2 separate regions of the Zea mays genome follow, and region 2 is linked to region 1. A link is a contact called in public Hi-C data. All regions are on one chromosome and are shown on one strand. The core of a region is the stretch at or near the end of the contact, and the rest is flanking DNA. Distances in the headings are between cores, read along the strand shown. Region 1 holds the start of LOC103646336 (heavy metal-associated isoprenylated plant protein 4). Region 2 holds the start of LOC100285093.

Region 1 (2,741 bases), core at 148-2,647:
GTGCACTTCATTTGGCAGCCCAGCCAAGAGTGATCGGTACTCACCATATCGCGCACGTTCGACGACTATTATATCAAGGATTGTGGCGTCATCTCGACACCGGAGGTGAGCAGAGGTGGACCGACAACAATGACCACTCGCCATCGTCGGGATACCTTTTGTGCCGGCCTGCCTTTAATTCTCTTCGCAAACACACACTTGCATTTTTTGTTTAAGCAAGCGTGTATGGTGGTGCGTGCCTGATGACTAACGATGTACGACGGAACTTCTACCGGCAGGTGTGACACGTGCTCTCCAATAATGAGACCATGCAAATCATGACATATATCGAAGTCTGCATGATACTGATGGTTGCAATGTAGTAGTGAAACAACTAAATTAAAATAACAAAATTTATGTATGGCTAGGATCACAAATGGATTATGAAATATTTTCTTATAACAATATAAGACACATTTTGTATATAAGTTATCATGGTATTATATGTTCCCGTTGCAACGCACGGGTACTGACTAGTATACGTATATATTTAAACGGCGGGCCAGAATCCATCAGCTTCACATGATGTGGCAGCCTGTTGTCTGTTCCTCGCAGAGAAACGGCGGGCCGCCGTAGAACGGCGGCGGCGGGCAGTGCTTCTGGATCGCTTCTTGCAACTCCTTGGCCTTCTTCTTCTTCTCCTCCTCTTCCTTCTTCTTCTTCTCCTCCTCCACCTTCGCCTTGTCCTTGACTTCCTCCACCACGACGATGCCGGCGGAGCGGCAGACCTTCTTGCGCAGCGAATTGACGAGGCAGGGGATGTCGATGTCTTCTCCTACCACCTCCAGCTGGTCCTTGCCTGCGCCGGTGATCGACACCAAGGTCACTCCTGCATACCGTACCATGCATAGAGAGAGAGGCGCGCGGTGGCGGTGTAATTATTATAATAAGTGCACGAGCGTGTATATAAATAATAATTGATGATTCATGGATCTGTGTGGACGGACCGTGAAATCGGGACGCCAGCTGCATGGCCTTAGACCGGTTCTGGTCGTTCGTTACGCCAAGCCTGATCACTGCCTTTTGCTGCAAACGACAACGACGAGCCCAAGCTATATAGCATCAGTCTCTTTTTTTTTGGCGGCACCAGCAGGAGGGCAGTCGTTCATAATTAGAGTTTGGAGCGGAGATCGAGGGAGTATGTACCTTGGTCATGGCGGCGTCGCCGGCGGCCGGTCGTCTCTCCCGCAGCAGCCGATTTACGTACGTGGCGCAAATGATGATGTGGAGAAGAATTGAAAGACGAAGCTGATCGATCCGCCGTTCGCGCGCTGCTGGTGCACCTAAAGCTAGACCAAGAGCTAGCGCGCGCGGCCTACGTGTACTAAGCCGCAGTTGTGAAGAATGAGCAAAGCTAGGCTCTCGGGGCTCGTCCATTTATACTCCTACACACACGCACACGTACGCGCGAGCTATAGCTAGCGGGCAAGACGTCGTGACGTAGAGAGTAGAGACGATGACGCCTGCCGAACCGCGAGCTAAAAGGCGGCTACGTGTGTGTGTAGAAGAAAAAGGGACGTATATCGTCGGTGTGAGAACGTTCGTGGTAGCTGACAAGTTCAGCTTCCCTGCTAGACTCGGAGCTAGCTAGGTAGGAGTAGGACGACTCTGTACTGTTGACGCTAAACACTAGCCACGAACGCAACAGCCACGAAACTTGGGCGGCGCGCGCGCGGGTGTTGCTTCTCCGATCGACGGCACTACTACGATCGAGCACGATGACGGCGACGCGGATGGAGTGGACATTTCGTTCCAATATAATGCCGTTTTGGACCGCTTCAGCTACAAGCCAAATTAAAACGACTGGCGCGCGCGCGCGCGCGGCGGGATAGCACTAGCAGGCAGCAGTCTTGGGATCACATCGGCCCCGGCCCACCAGCCGCTGCCAAGGTTGAAGGATTCCAAGCAAAGATGGCTTTTTTGTCAAATGAGCAGGTGATCAAGCGCTACCGGTAAAGTGGACTCAAGGAGTCAAGCTACAGTAAATCTGACTGCATTTATCTTAGCTTGTCCACAATTCAGACAACGCAGATTCATTATCAAACAACCACCATACATATATAAAAGTGCTATATATATATAAATGTGATCTTAATTAGTTGACGCCGATCGATAAAAAGATACTGATACTTGAATATATATTTTTTTTCATGATTTTTGATACATAAAACCAGCCATAAACAGCATCCAACACGTACGATTAGCTAGCTAGAAGCGCCTAAACCTATCAACCGGGAAAATATGAGGGAAAATATGAGGGCCTGATTACGATGTGCAATCCGGGAAAATATGAGGGCCTGATTACGAGATTAGCTAGCTAGAAGCGCCTAAACCTATCAACCAACGAATCTACGAAACCCTAACGACATAGATTTCACGTTAAAGCAGCAGGAAAAGGAAAGATCTTATATACCACTAACAACGAATATATGATGATTGAGATCCACAGCGATTAACATCTCATTATCCTTCGTCCTCATGGCGATCACCACCGCGCTAGCTATACCTCTCATCGTCTTAATTATCTACTCCACCCGTGGCAACGACACCATCAAGAACAACGACAGCAAGCTAGCATGTAATTAAGGGGAAAACAGGAAGAGAAGACCATAACCAACTAGTTTTACGAATCAGAATCAAGCCTTAATTTCCCTCCGGCCGTCTCTCTTCTCTATTTTCTCTATTCTCTGGGTCTTCTTCCA
Region 2 (2,741 bases), core at 134-2,633, 210 kb before region 1:
TCCACTACGAGCTAGCCGAACCAAATGCTACACAATGGGATGAGTTAACGACGTAAACAGATCACGAGGCAAATTAGCTAATAGTTATTAGCTAGCTATTAGCTCTTTTTAGCAAATTAGCTAAGCATGATTTTTAGTCGACTATCTATTAGCTAGTGCGTTCAAACACCCCTTACTCCAGCATTATTGAGATTTCTCCGGTTCTTTGTTAAAAAAATCATGCCGAGCCTATTTAAACCTGATGTTGGCGTGACGTCAGTTTTCTTTCTGACAGATGACGTTAGCAACTTTTGCCCTTGGAAAGTCGTTGGACTTTTCGTTTGTCCTGTTCTACTATACCAGATAATGAATAATGATGGTCTAATCACAATGCGGTCACGGATCGGATCGTGCAGCAAGCCCGAATTATCAGCACGTGCACGCTTCACGGACAAGCCAGCAACTGAGACGCAGGAAAAAAAAACCACTTGAAACCACAAAGGCTCCGCAAAAAAAAAAAGTAAACTTTATTTGCACAAATCGTTCATAGCTCCCTCAATTAACCTCAAGTCGCTGAAAAGAACTGTACCTACATGACGAAAAAAAATCGACCTCAGCTATTCATGTCAGCCGTTCTAATTACATGATGTGGCAGCCGCTGGGCTCGTCACAGACGACCACCGGCGGCGGCGGCGGGTGGTGGTGGTGGTGGTGGTGGTGGTGGTAGCCTCCGGGGTAGCAGTGCGGCCAGTGCGGCGGCGGCGGGTGCACGACCACGGGCTGCGGCGCCGGCGGCGCCGGCGGCGGCTTGGGGTCCTCGGACGGCTTCTTGTCCTTGACTTCCTCCACTTGCAGGATGTCGGCGTGGCCGACCTTCCTGCGCAGGCAGCTGGCCAGCCTGACCGGGTCGACGTCGTCGCCGACCACCTCCAGCTTCTCCCCGGCGATCGCCACCGATATCACCCCTGCACACACACGCGGGGCGACATTAGCGGCCGGAGCACCGATGGATGACCACCTTTTTTTTTTGTGTGTGTGGGTGGGTACTGGTCGAAGTCGAACGAGTAGACGACGATCGACGACGTACATACCATTTGCTCCGGCGGCCAGCGTCATGGCTTTGGTCCGGCTCCTCTCGCACGGCATGCTCACCTTGATCACGATCTTTTGCTGCGCGCGGCGGCCACGACAGGACGCAGAAGCAAGAGAGAGAGAGAGAGAGAGAGAGAGAGAGAGAGAAACCGCATGCAGATCAGTTTCAGAGCTCTGAAGACGAAGCTGAAGCAGAGGTTTTTGCGAGGAGCTGTCGTCGGCTTACCTTCATTGCTTCCCGCGCGGTGATGGCTTGCTCTGTGAATTGGACGGCTTGCTCTATTGCTAACTGAGCACTCCGTGATGTGAGGGTACGGGTACGGCTAGCTTGGGCCGCCGCGCTGTGATTATATATAGAGTGCGGGAGGGAGGGAGACGGGGGAGCGAGCGAACGCTGCTGGTGTCTAGTGGTGTCAGTGATTGTTTTAACGGGGAGTTAAATCATCGTCAACTGTGATCGCGACGCGTTCTTGGCGAGGGTTAGCGTGTGAGATGAGATCCGAGGCAGCCAAGTGGTTACCGTCCCATGATCCCATCGGCCTCTGGCGCGTGTGCGCTTCTCCGAAGGCGCGCGCGCTGGTGGTGGTGGTTTGTCCGTCCGTTTACTAGGCTGCAAGTTGCTGGTGGACCTGAGCCACACCACCAGCGCACACAGCGAAACATACAATGCGTGTTTCCGAACTGAAAGAGAACACGTCCGTCAGTACCAGTTCGAGTGGTACGGTACGGTACGGTTCCATGGATGGAGATCCAAAAATTGACACTTGGGAGCTAGCTAGCAAGCAGCAACAGCAGTAACCATCTACAGGATGGAGCGCTGGGCATCATGCTGGTTCGGTTCTTCTTGTCGCCTACTGTCTCATCACCCTTGTTTGTTTGTAGCACCTTTAATGAAAACTTGGTGATGGCGGCCTGCGATACTGACTGGCCCTGGCCCCTGAGAGAGCAGCACTGACCAAGGAAAACTAGACAACAACTTCTATTGGCGAAAACCGCCACAATACTATGACAAATTCTTTATTCAATATTCATGGCCGAAGAGAATTGAACACTATAATATCCGACGTATAGAATGTGATTACGTCTGAAGCCGGACTGTTTATCATCAGATTGTTTATATATGCAGCCCAATAAGAAGGCCATGTACAATGCAAAAAATAAAAAAAAAAGATAGATAGACTAGCACCTCAGTCTGTGCTTCAGCATGTCCTAGCTAATAGAAGCTTCTCATATCTCCAATATTTAAAAGTTTCATGAATAAATTTAGCAATTGTACAACTAATCAAAATCGACCATCTTTATTCGATCTCTCTTCCTTCCTTCCATGAAATGCCTATTTGTATACTCGATCTATAATCTGTATTTAACTGTGATCAATTTACCAATTACTCTATATATATGTGTTTTCATCGTTTGCATTGTACCTCGGCGGATTTCCAATATGTACCTTGTTGAAACCTTAAGTTATATCATCTCTTGTTGCATCTTTTATAGTTTATGACACCACGAAACTATATTTTGGTTGCTAACCATAAACTGCATCAAATATAAGCTTATATATATTGGTAAAGCTATAACCATAAACTAAAAAAAGTTTTAAATTACCAAAACATCATAATACTAGAAGCGGGTAACTTTTTTTTTAGAAAATTGTTTAGATCCAATGGCTA

Evidence for each region. A called contact is a pair of places that touch in the nucleus more often than the background predicts.
Region 2: a contact with region 1 is called in a Hi-C map of bundle sheath, with 2.4 times the contacts expected there. The contact joins the promoter of LOC100285093 here to the promoter of LOC103646336 in region 1. A contact is called at or near these places in 4 of 25 Hi-C or Micro-C datasets (bundle sheath, ear, leaf and 1 more).

The regions. Positions count from the first base shown.
Region 1 is chr2:41,430,837-41,433,577 of Zm-B73-REFERENCE-NAM-5.0, reverse strand. It overlaps LOC103646336 (heavy metal-associated isoprenylated plant protein 4), which reads right to left and starts at 1,397. Exons shown (of 3, transcript XM_008671069.2): 1 at 1,186-1,397; 2 at 987-1,065; 3 at 360-868. The coding sequence starts at 1,194. The coding sequence ends at 558.
Region 2 is chr2:41,639,638-41,642,378 of Zm-B73-REFERENCE-NAM-5.0, reverse strand. It overlaps LOC100285093, which reads right to left and starts at 1,383. Exons shown (of 3, transcript NM_001397502.1): 1 at 1,298-1,383; 2 at 1,071-1,149; 3 at 485-944. The coding sequence starts at 1,303. The coding sequence ends at 619.